Regions from separate parts of the Arachis hypogaea genome. Here region 2 is linked to region 1. A link is a contact called in public Hi-C data. All regions are on one chromosome and are shown on one strand. The core of a region is the stretch at or near the end of the contact, and the rest is flanking DNA. Distances in the headings are between cores, read along the strand shown. Region 1 holds the start of LOC112755580 (tubby-like F-box protein 3). Region 2 holds the start of LOC112729356 (putative disease resistance RPP13-like protein 1).

What was found. A called contact is a pair of places that touch in the nucleus more often than the background predicts.
Region 2: a contact with region 1 is called in a Hi-C map of leaf, with 2.5 times the contacts expected there. The contact joins the promoter of LOC112729356 here to the promoter of LOC112755580 in region 1. A contact is called at or near these places in 2 of 8 Hi-C or Micro-C datasets (both in leaf).

The regions. Positions count from the first base shown.
Region 1 is chr2:98,619,162-98,625,746 of arahy.Tifrunner.gnm2.J5K5, forward strand. LOC112755580 (tubby-like F-box protein 3) reads left to right here and starts at 3,531. Exons shown (of 6, transcript XM_025803767.3): 1 at 3,531-4,562; 2 at 5,509-5,596; 3 at 5,856-5,985; 4 at 6,110-6,292; 5 at 6,390-6,585. The coding sequence starts at 4,230.
Region 2 is chr2:98,807,866-98,814,450 of arahy.Tifrunner.gnm2.J5K5, forward strand. It overlaps LOC112729356 (putative disease resistance RPP13-like protein 1), which reads left to right and starts at 3,460. Exons shown (of 3, transcript XR_011874720.1): 1 at 3,460-6,585. It overlaps LOC112755631 (cysteine-tryptophan domain-containing zinc finger protein 3), which reads left to right. Exons shown (of 13, transcript XM_025803855.3): 11 at 325-485; 12 at 1,054-1,721; 13 at 1,896-2,139. The coding sequence ends at 1,248.

The DNA.
Region 1 (6,585 bases), core at 2,281-4,780:
GCTCACTAGTCCGTTTAATCAAGTGTCAAGGATTTGAATCTCACATTGTACATGTAGCAAACTTATTGAGGAGCGACAAACCCTTAAATGAAGCTTAATACTGCGACAAATTAATCCTTAACTTGCCGGTTGAAAAATACCTTAGGAGACTAAAAAAAATGGATTATCTTTGTTAGCAACAACATCTCTTCATGTGCAATTTTAGGAAGATGCCTTCATTATATCTATTTACATAATTAATAGACTATCAACTAATGTTCTTGACAATAAAAACCCTTACGAAGTTCTATTTTATCAGCCACCAGATTTTAAACTTTTTAAAATTTTTAGATATACATGCTTTCCTTATTTAAGACTATATAAAAGTGCTAAATTTGATTATAAATATAAAATTTGTCTGTTTTTTGGATATGATTCCAATCACAAAGGATATAAATGCATGACTAAGAGTGAAAAAGTTTATCTTACAAAACATATTCAATTTATTGAAAATTTATTTTCTTATCACACTATGTTTAGTGAAAATGGATCCTCTCCATTTTTTTGGTCATTGGAGAGAATAAAGTGTAATCTCTCACCTTTAATTCTACAAGTGGGACCAGAAATAAATGAGAGAGAGAAATCAATGAAAGGTGAGATTTTTTATTGGATACCATCCAATTTTTTTTCCACTAAAGAGAATCCACTCCCATGTTTAGTATTGTCTCATCAAAGTCCTCTTTTATATATATATATATATATATATATATATATATATATATATATATATATATATATATATATATATATATAAATACACATTGAAATATACATTTTATGATAACAAGAGCTATAGTAAGAATACACAAATCAAAAGTCCTTTTTAACTCAATCTACTAATCTTATACATAATATATCAATTACAGTTAATCAAGTTTTAAACGGTCTACATTGTAAAAGAGCTATGAATGCTGAAATTCATGTCTTGAATAGGTGTACCTAGATTCTTATTGGACCTCCATCAAATACAACAGTTATAAATAGTAAATGGGTGTTCGCTATTAAGAAAAATCAGAAAGGTGAAATTCTCAGATACAAAACCAGGCTTGTTAGGAAAGGATTCCACCAAAAAAGAAGGGGTGGATTATGAACAAATTTATTCTTTAGTAATCCGACCAACAACAATAAGAGTTATTCTCACCATTGCAGTGTCATTAGGCTAGCCACTGTGACAATTTGACTTCAACAATATTTTCTTAAATGACAAGCTCGAAAAAAATGTCTTTATGGCACAACCTCAAGAATATATGAGTAATAATCATATACTAGTTTGTATGCTAAATAAAGTCGTATATGGCTTGAAACAAACACTTCGTGCTTAGTTCAAGACACCGGCAAAAACTCTTCAAAATTTTGGCTTTAAGAGTACTAAATTTGATATTTGTCTATTTATCAAACGTAATTCCTCCTATGTTGTTTACCTCTGGATGTATATAGATGATATAATAGTGACAAGAAATAATTCAAAAGAAATTGAATCTTTAATTGTTGAATTGAATAAGCAATTCTCTCTAAAAGATCTTGGCAGCTTCAATTTTTTTTTTGGGACTTGAAGACACATATCTCCCATAGGGAGACCTCATGGTGTCACAAACAAAATGATACGTGCTTCAAATGTTCGTGATATGAAGAGTTCAAGTGTTATTTAGAAGATACTAGTTTACATTTTTAGAATGTTTTAATTTAATGTATTTGGATTTTGTTTATTTAATTACTATATTGGGCCTTATGTGTATGGGCTTTAGGGTTTTCTCTGTTTTAACCTAATAAGATGTTATAAATACCTCCTTAGCTATTATAGTCATAGTATAGAATGATTTAGAGGTTTCGAAACCCCTTTTTGGTTTCGTGATGAAACTATGGTGTGGACAATTGAGGTTGAGGAGTCCCTCTTTTGTTGCATCGGAGAATTGAGTAAAAGGTTGAGGAGTCCCTTCGATTCAATTTTCAAACTATGGCGTTGATAAGTTAGGTTGAGGAGTCCATTTCTTGTTGCGTCAAGAAATTGGGTAGTAAGTAGAGTAATTCTCTTTGTACTCAATTTCAATCTATCTTTTTTATTTCTATTTCAATTTTAATGTATCTTTATCTTCTTGTTTATCTTTTATTTCTTCCCATACATATAAGGCCCAATATAGTAATTAAATAAACAAAATCCAAATACATTAAATTAAAATATTCTAAAAATATAAACTAATATCTTCTAAATAACACTTGAACTCTTTATATCACGAACATTTGAAGCACGTATCACAAAATATGCCAAAGAGCTGCTATGCAGGTCTAGAATGGATAATGCTAAACCATTACCTACACCAATGTCTACAAATTCGAAGTTATACTCAAATGATTCTGAGCTCTTCGATAACCCAACTAAATACATATCTATAGTAAGAGTCTTGCAATACTTAACAATGACTAAATCGGATATCACATTTGCTGTCAATCGTGTCTCTTAATTTGTGCATAATTCAACTCTTTTACATTGAAAAAGTGTCAAAAGAACACTTCGATATGTGAAAGGTACAGTGGATAATGGGATTGTGTTAAATAAATATTATAAGTTCAGAATTCTTTCTTTTGCAGACTCTGATTGAGGTGGAGATCTTGAGGATCGAAAGTCAATCACAGGGTTTTACATTTATTTGGACAATAATCTTATATCTTGAAAGAGTAATAAGCAAACTAAAGTCAACAGGAGTAGTACAGAAGCAGAATATCAATCTATGTGTGCTGTCCAGACTGAAATCATGTCAATTCAACAACTTTTGAGGGAGTTAAATGTTTCTCAACTATCTCCACCAATTATACTGTGATAATCAGAGTACATGTCTATTAGCGGTAAATCCTACACTACATAATAGATGTAAACACCTATAATTGGATCTTCATTTCTTGAGAGATCTGGTCAATCAAAAAGCTCTTTATGTGATGCACATACCTTTATGTTCCAGAGGCTTACCTAGAACCGAATGATTGGGCTCAACTGGGGACCCAAACGTTAAAAGAGGGTGTCTCCGAGCTATTACTGCTTGGGAGCCTCCGTCCGAGTTGTATGTTTTGAAGAACGGAGGGTGGTACCTGCAGAGGCACTCTGATGCCAAGTCAGCAAAAGGGATAAACAAGTTTAAAGTATTGGAACTTAGTTTATCTGAGTGTATTTATAGATGATAAGCCAATAACCATCGTTGAAGTAGTTTCACTTCTAATGGTGAATAGAGTCTTAGAGTTGTTGAGATATCTTTTTTAAAAGTGAATGAAAAATTTAAGGAGACAGTTATTTATTTGAATCTACCAACACGTATTGAATCTAACCTCTTTAGGAAATCGGATAAATTAGTGAGGACCAATCCAAACTTTATTGACTTAATTGTGCCTGATCATTACATTAGACCAGGATATGAAGAGTATACATAACAACAATTATAAATTTAATAGTAATTAATTTTTTATTTTACTACGTTATATTTTTTTTTCCCGTTGGAGTGAGTGAGAGGTGTGAACCTCGTAGGATGTAAATTGTGGGTGCAAAAGATGACCCAAGTGGAAGAGAGAAAACAGAGAGAGAGATGAATTTGTGGACTAAACCCAATCCACACAAACACACAAAAACACTATCGTATCCGTATCTATTTCTTTCTGTTTGTCCCAACAATCTCTTTTCTTCTTGGATAAGGCCGTTACTGTCATTCTTACTGTTACTGTTTCTCTTTCTTACAGCCCCCACTCTTCTCTCCTTTCTTCACCTTTCCCTTCTCTCTCTTCTTATTCTTCCATTTCCACATGCTTCCAAGGGAAAGGGAAGAAGCAGCAGCTGAAGAAGAAGAAGGGTGGCACTGAATCGTATACTCTTCCTTCATCAACTTTGTTTCCTCACTCAATTCACTTTATCTACTCTTTTCTTTTCTCTTGTTGTTTTTCTTTTTTGATAAAGTGTTGTGATTTTCCAATGTGAGAGAAAAAGAAAGTGTATATTTCACTCTTGCTACTGCTAGTGCTTCGTTTGTTTGGCAAAAAGGAAAGCTTTTTCCTGGGAAATTTTCCACCTTTCTATGTTTTTCTGCATCAGCTAGTAAAAGGGTAAGTAGGGGTGTTGTAGAATTCTAAAGGGTTTGCAGCAAAAATGGGAAATTGATTTGAGTTTAAGAGAGAGAGAGAGAGGAGGAAGAGGGCAGAGGAGGTTTGAAACGATGTCGTTTAGGAGTATAATCTTTGATATGAAGGGTTTGAGATCCAGGTCACAATCACACCACAGAGATGGTGTTGGTGGTGTTGTTAGTGTTAGTGAGGGTGGTGGTTTGGTGGTTCTTGATGGGTTGAAGCAGAGTTGTTGGGCTAACATGCCACCTGAGCTATTGAGGGATGTGCTCTTGAGGATTGAGGCCTCTGAAGATGCCTGGCCTGCCCGGAAACATGTCGTTGCCTGTGCCGGCGTATGTCGCAGCTGGAGGGAGATCATGAAGGAAATTGTCAAGTCCCCTCAAATTTCCAGCAAGCTCACATTCCCAATCTCATTGAAGCAGGTCCCTCTCAGTTACTTGCTTTAGTTTGTTTGAGATTCCTTGCAAAATATGTGTTTTGAATTTGTTATGGTTCTAGTTAATTCAGTTCAAGTAGTGAGCTGATGATTTGATAGTGTTCGGCTCGTGAACCGCGACCCTTCTATGTTTGGTTAGCTTAGAGAACTTTGTTATATCCGAAACAGACTTCATGAATAGGTGAAATGGTTATCCTTTTATGTGTGATTCTGATGAGTGTGACTAAAATTCATTCGGGGAAGAAACAATTTATTGATTGATCTCCATATTTGTTGGGCAGGCATATTTAAGGGATGTGATACTACTCTTAGTTTGTGTATGCCAAATTGAATGCCCAACAAAGAGTGAGTGAGTAATTAATAAAGATTGGGTGCAGTTGTTAACTTCTCTCCAAGATGAGAACCAAGCTTTAAATCCTTTAGTAAGCAATTGTTATTAGGTTCTCTTAATAGCTACGGTGTTAGGGGAAGAAAATACCTTCAAGATCAAAAAAGAGAGGGAAAAAGAAGACGAGAGTGGTGATTGAGTGAGAGATCAAGAATGATTGTTGGAATTTAGGAACTTAACGAGAAAGAAAGAGACAGAATGAAGACTATGCTTTTGCCATCCAATAAGGTTGAGATGGCTGGAGTTGAACTTCTATAACTGGAATGTCTAATTAGTCAGTCAAAACAAGTGATAAGGATTGAATATTGATTGGGTACTTTAATACTAGTAGCTTACAAGAATTGGTATTATTGGTTTTACTAAGTTTATATTTTGTTGAAAGTGTTTTATATTGTAATCTTGATGATCCACTATTTACTGAAATCTCTGCTCTCTTCTACTGTGAAGTTCTTATTGTATTAGGAAGGTTGTAACAGTTGTCAACAGTTTGCGATCCCTTTTATTCACTGCCAAGCTTTGACCGACTTCTGTTATAATTATGCAGCCTGGTCCAAGAGATTCTCTTCTCCAGTGTTATATTAAACGCAATCGTAGTAATCAAACATATTATCTGTACCTTGGTTTAAATCAAGGTGAGTGCTTCTGAACATTTATTCTATATAGTACTCCCTTCATTCCATATCAATTAGTCATGTTGACTTTTCTAGTATATTCAGAAAATTAATGTAAAAAAAAATTTAAAGTGACTTATCAATCTGGAATGGAGTTAGTATCATGCTTTTTAAACCTTTTGGCACAAGCTTATAGACTTGTACCAATATAATATTTGAAGAACCCCTTTTATTTAATCTTTCTTTATGCATTGTGAGATTTACCTTAATAATCTGGCAGCCTCAACTGATGATGGAAAGTTCCTTCTTGCTGCACGCAAGTGTCGTCGTGCAACTCACACCGACTATATCATCTCTCTTAACTGCGACGACGTATCAAGAGGGAGTAGCACCTATATTGGAAAACTCAGGTATATTAGCTCATATTTGGCCTGACATGTTATGGCTTACTAATCATTATCTTTTATATGTGTTTTTATATAAAAAAGATAATTATCTTCTGTGACTGAAATCACCTCTTTCTTTTGGTAATAGATCAAACTTTCTGGGGACTAAGTTCACCATATATGATGCGCACCCTCCACTTTGTGGAGCTTCCAAAGTTACAAAGTCTCGTTCCACCAGGCTGGTTAGTCTTAAGCAAGTGTCTCCAAGAGTTCCTGCCGGCAACTATCCCATTGCGCATGTTTCGTATGATCTGAATGTTTTGGGATCCAGGTATGTGGATTATTGCTTAAAATAACTATCCTTGCAATGCTATTTTGTTGAGTTATTGTTGCAAATAACTAAAAGTTGTTTGCTGAAATGTTAGCAGGGGCCCTAGGATAATGCAATGCGTTATGGATGCCATCCCCGCATCGGCTGTTGAACCAGGAGGTGTAGCTCCAACACAGACTCATTTTCTTCATAGCCGAATTGAAACTTCTCCATCTATTCCCTTTTTTAGATCAAAATCAACCCGTGTCGACAATCTCCAACTGGTTCCTTCGACTACTCAAAACGAGGGAATG
Region 2 (6,585 bases), core at 2,210-4,709, 190 kb after region 1:
GATATTGGTGGTTTAGACCAAAAAGAATCATAATTACAGATCTCATCAGTTGGTGTATAATTAAGAAAGCGATGGCGATAGAATAAGGACAGGTAGATATGGCCAATTTGCTAGATGATAGCAAGTTTAAGATTCTTTGTATTTTTGTCCTTTTATTATGTACCCATTCTTCGCTTCCTCACCAGCACCATTAACTGTGAGAATATTGTTGGTGAAATGGGAGTAGATGTATGTCTAATTCCCTTTTTTTAACCCCTATATCTTTTTCTCTATATTATCATCATTATATCACTATTTTGATTAGCTCCTTGTCACATTTGTTAGGCGAGTCACCTTCATCGTCTGCATCTGATGTTGATAATGTTAACAACTCTATAACAGCAGACAAGGTTGCCTTGTGCAAGATTACCAGCTCCCCCCAAGTTGCTGGAACCCATGTTATTGCTGCCAGAAATCGTCCTAATATGGCGCGACTGCTCAATTATGTAAGTATACACATGAAAATTGTGCTGACAAATTGGGCTTTATCTCAATTATTTATTTTGGAGTACTAGGATTGGAACCTAGATTATTATATTTAGTAAGATACTAACAAATGCAGCAAATTAAATTACAGTAAGTTATGAACATGGTGCACAACTTAGCTAAAAAATACATTTTTGGGACCTTTCTCTTGGATTCAGATCAAGGAGAATTTAAAAACTTGTGAATAGTAGTAAGATCCTAGTGTAAATAATACATAGCAACAAAAGAGTTGTTCAAGTCTAAAACATCCAAGGTCTTTAATCTGAATGAGTTGAAGGATTGAAACACCAAAACAAAGGGAATTAGAATATCAAGGAAACAGGGTTAAGATAGTTCTAAATGGGGACATTGTTCCACAATTCAGGTAGTATGAATAAATAAAAATACCTTCTCTTTCCTAGGCCATTACTTAATTTACATTCATACTTGTCTTTGAATATTTTTTATTTTATTTTTTTCCAATTAAAAATCTTGTTTGATCAGTTGGATCCAATAGGATGTGAATACAAGTGACTTGTCATGTTTCAGGTTCAGGATATGAATTCTGCTATGGAAGCCTCAAGGAGATCACAGAGTGCTTTTGCAGCTGCTAATTCAAACCTTGGTGAGGGTAAGTATGCAGAGGGTTTGTCATCCATCAAGAAGGCTCTTGACTTTAGCTTTCAGGATATAGAAGGTTTACTGCAATTGGTTCGACTTGCTATGGAGGCGATAGCTCGGTGAAGCATCCAGGCAGTTGGAAGATCATCTAGCCTGTTAAGCATTGCTTGTTGGTTAAGTCTGCCTTCGCTGAGACAAATGATGGGCTGAACCGTACTATGAAGGGCACGGTTTATCATATAAAATCTTGTGTATATACATGTCTGCGATGCAAACACAGAAATGGGGATCAGATACCAAGAATGAAGAGTGTGGTAAATCTCTAGAAAGTATGGAGGTATTAAAATTCTGGAGTTGGAGTTTCTTTAAAGCAAGTTCTTAGCTCCTTTGAAATTCTTGCCATTGCTTGGTCTCTTCTCTTTCTCGAGGGAGTATTATTATTTTTTTTTTGCGACCCAAAAATGTAAAGTTATATATATGCTAGAGAAAGGGATTTTGTAGAGCTTTGCATTCAAATGTAGTCACCCATGTTCCAGTTGAAAATAGAGTCACTCTTGGATCATCACTCCAAAGGAAGGAGTTGAAGGGAGTTGAATGTAAGTGAGCCTTTTCTCTTGTAGTTTGGTTTCCTTTACTAAATCCTCTCAATTGAAAAATCCATGTTGATTTTACCATTGATTGGTTATCACTTGGGTCAATCAGTAGTAAAACTGAATTTTTGGATTGAGAGAATCATTTCACTTTCTGATTCTTATTCAACTTGTATGCAGGTTGCCTTGTACAAATTTAGGATCACTGGCGAAACTTTTTTTTCCCCATTTTTTTCTTTCTTTCTTTCCTCATCTTTTTTTTTTTTTGGTTATAAAAAAGGCTATTGGTAGTTGATAGAGAACAGAAGACAATAAATAACAATTGGCAGTGGGAGCATGTACAGCAGGAAATTAACTTTTTAAGTTGCAGTTTGTAATATTATCAATTTTTCTGATATAAAATCTCATGAACAAGGTTGCTCTACTGATTAAGACAGACATTAGATATAATATAACGCTGATGGTCATAAAAGCACTAAGAAAATGCTTGGCTTTAAATATAGATTTTATTTCTCGACACCTTCGTTGGATTATAAGATCGTTACATTATTCATGTATTGTTATATTATAAAAAATGTTATACACACGTACACACAACAAAGTTGATTGAATGATGTTCGTTTTTTATATGGATAGTAGATTAAATTAGATTTAACTAGTGGCGGCACTAATAACCTAGGATGCATAGATACTTCGAACTAGTTGCGCTATTCCATTTGATACATGTCATGTCAAATACTTTGAAGATGCTTCTAGTTATATTTGATATTTATTACTTTTCATAAATTATATATCTAAACAAGTAATATTCATTAATAATAAACCAAATAAATTTGGGTTTAAACTGATTTGTATTAATTCTGATATTAGTATTATGCTCTTAGATAAAAAATTGTTTTATATTTTATCAGATATTGTACTAAAGCCGTATTGTAGTATCTTGTAATTTTTAAACATTGTCATGTCCTGATATCTGCATTATATCATGCAGTATCCCATACTTAATAATTCAAGTTTAGAGGCAAAAAATCAAAGGGAATAGTAGTATTCTTTGGTCTTTTCTAGACCGAAGACCAGTTAATAGTTATTACTTTGTTGCTGGTTTGACAAAGTAACAAAGAAAGATAAATGGAAATCATGTTTGAAGAAGAGAAAAGGGAATTTGGATCACGAATGTTCATATTCCAGGTCTAAGGGAAGGGGAATGGGTACTTAGTAACTTAAACACTTTCCCTTGTTACCTTGAACACGAGGGAATCTTCATTATATCTCTGTAATCTATCACTAAATAGAGAGTTTAACCTTGTTAAAACCTTCTTGACACGTGATACTATTCAATTGTTTTATTTATTCCATTTTATCTTTTTAACAATATTAAACTGAAATGTAGTTCCTAAACTGACAAATGAATTTGAGTTTACACTTTACATACCTACTAAATTTTGAGTTATCAATCTAAACAGGCTCAACAGTACCTAATTTAGAACCGTGGTTCTTTCACAATGAAGCTTAGAAATAGGTACATGGCACATGGGTTTACATTTGATCTGATAGTACATTACAATTTCTTCATGCAATAATTTAGGCAAGTAGGACAAACGCAATAATGCAGATTACTGCAGGAAGGCCTATTATGTAAAACATCATAATTATTATTGATGTGCTTTTTCAACTTTTTCTGAATAAATTTGATTCCATTTGGAAAAATAAAAGTATCTTTTGAAAAAAAAAACAGTAGAAAAAGTAAGAAATGTGTGAAAGAATGTCATGGAAATATCATCTTATTGGCTACTGGATGCAGTGTGGACCATACATACAGTTATGAAAGCACTCAAACATGTCACTTTTTTTTTTCGAGGAAGAGAGAAGGAAGCATCATATGAACTTGTCCCCAAGATCAATGAGCATGTGTGAAGTCAATGTCTTTTTGCTACAAGGAAAACAAAATACATAAGCAATTAAGCATCACTTTCTGAACCTGCTGCTACTTCTTCCTTTACCTTCATTGCAAACATTCATCCACTACTTTCCTTTCTTTTCTTTCTTCTAATCTTGAGATCAACATGGCTGCAAGATTTGTGGGGAAGCTTTTCTCAACTCTGCACTTGGCACTATCTACGACATGCTGATTTCACCCTTACTTGTCAACTTCATCCAGAGAAAGAAGCTTAACCGGAAGCTGGTTGAGAAGCTGGAGACAGTTCTGAAGGCTGCTCATGCTGTGATTAATGATGCCGAGCGGAGGCAGATCGAGGAGGAGGCTGTGAAGCACTGGCTGGACAGGCTGAAGGATGCTGTGTACGATGCTGAAGACATACTTGATGAAGTCACCACCAAAGCTGCCATTCAAAAGGTTCAAGGTAAATCTCTGTCTCGCTATGTCAATTTGCATGGTGATGGTGAGATAGTAACCAAGATAGAAGACATCATTGCTGAATTAGAGTCAATTGTAAATGAGAAAGATGGTCTTGGCTTGAAGGAGATACCGGTGGAGGACATGTCATGGAGAATCCCCTCAACATCTCTGGTTGGTGTGCATCAAATATATGGCAGGGACCAAGATAGGGAGGCCATAGTAAAACTGTTGTTAGATGTCACCAATGACGGTGGAATATCAGTGATTCCTATGGTCGGCATGGGTGGAATAGGAAAGACTACCTTAGCTCAGATGGTTTACAATGATGACCGAGTGAAACAAAAATTTGATGTTAAGGCATGGGTTTGTGATGGGCAAGAAGAATTTGATGTTCTTAAGGCGACAAAGACGGTGATGGAGAAAGTAACTTTTAGTTCTTGCAAGTCAACTGAGTTAAACACAATTCAGGAGAGTTTGAAGGAAGTCCTATCAGGGAAGAAGTTGTTGGTTGTTTTGGACGACATGTGGAGTAACAATTATGATGCCTGGATAAGTTTTTTAAAGCCTTTCAAATCTAGTAACGGGGGTGTTAAGATTCTTGTAACAACCCGTCTTGATTCGATTGCTGATATGGTGAAAACTATTCCAACTTACCATTTGAGTTTGTTGGGTGATGATCACTGCTGGTCAGTGTTTGCAGATCATGCATGTCTTAATTCTGCTGAACCTCATATCCGTTCTGCTTTAGAAGTAGTTGGTCGAAAAATTGTCAAAAAGTGTAATGGGTTAGCTTTGGCTGCTCAAACACTTGGAGGTTTATTAAGAGCAAGAAATGAAGCAGCAGATTGGGAATTTATATTGAGGAATGAAATTTGGGAACTTCCCAAAAAAGATAGTGGGATTCTTCCAGCATTAAGAATCAGTTATCACTACCTCCCTTCCCACTTAAAACGTTGCTTTGTTTATTGTTCTTTATTCCCAAAAGACTATGAATTCAAAAGAGATAAACTGGTGTTATTGTGGATGTCAGAAGGTCTTTTGCAGCAACCAAAGAGTGGCAGCACTTTAGAAGAAGTTGGTTATAAATATTTTAATGATTTGGCTTCGAGATCATTTTTCCAACATTCTAACACTGATGAAAATTCATTTGTCATGCACGATCTCATGCATGATTTAGCAATATTCTATGGTGGAAAGTTTTTTTCTAGAACCTTCGAACTCGAAACTGCAGACAAGCTTGATGCTTGTCCTCGTCATCTTTCATATAGTCCTAATATCAATGATTCGTTATTCTCAGAGATCTCGAAAGTATGTGATTGTTTAAAAAAAGCAAGGACATTGCTGGATGTTGGTTTTAGATCATGGAATGGTTACACAAAGAAAATTGATCCTTGTCGCTTACTTGCACAGTTGAAGCACGTAAGGGTTTTGTCATTTCATTTCTTTCCTCTTGATGATCATGATTCATTACTTGATTCAATAGGTGATTTGATCCATTTGCGTTATTTGGATCTTTCTCATTCACCTATCGAGACATTGCCAGAGTCAATGTGCAAATTGTATAATTTACAAACACTAAAGTTGAGTGAGTGTAGAAGACTAGAAAAGCTTCCAAGCAACATGAAGGATCTTGTAAATTTGCTTCATTTGGATCTCTCTTATACGCCAATTGAGGTATTGCCCGAATCATTGAGTAAATTGCATAATTTACAAACGTTGAAGTTGAGAGAGTGTGTAAACCTTAAAAAGCTTCCAAGCAAGATGCAAGATCTTATAAATTTGCACCATCTCGACATTGAAGATACTAAAATAAAAGAGATGCCGAAAAGGATGAGCAAATTAAAAGACCTGCAGATTTTATATTACTATATTGTCGGCAAGCACGAAGAGAATGGGATAGGGGAATTGGGAGGACTTTTAAATCTTCCAGGGTCATTTCGAATTGAGAAATTAGAGAATGTGGTTGATAGCAGTGAAGCTTGGAAGGCAAGGATGGTTGATAAGAAATACATCAGTTATCTATGTTTGAAGTGGTCATCAGGTGAAGATAGTGATATTGTTGAGTCCCAACTCGAAAAAGATGTGCTTAGCAAATTAGAACCTCACAATGACCTGAAATATCTAGACATAAAGGGTTACAGGGGTACCGTGTTTCCGGATTGGGTAGGGCAGTCTTCGTACCACAACATGACTAAGTTGAAGCTGAGTGGATGCAGGAATTGTTGTGTGCTTCCTTCACTCGGACAGTTACCCTCTCTAATGAGATTGGAGATTTCACATTGCGAGAAGCTGAAGATGATTGGTGGGTCATTCTATAAGGGTGATGGAACTCGTCAGCATCAGGAGACACCCTTCCGATCCCTTAAATATCTGACTATTGAAAAACTGCCTTGCTGGGAAGAATGGGAGTCATATGAATGTGATGATGATGATGATGATGCACCATTTCCTCAACTTGAAACACTTTGGATAAGATACTGTCCTAAGTTAAGAGGAGATTTGCCCGCTTTCCTT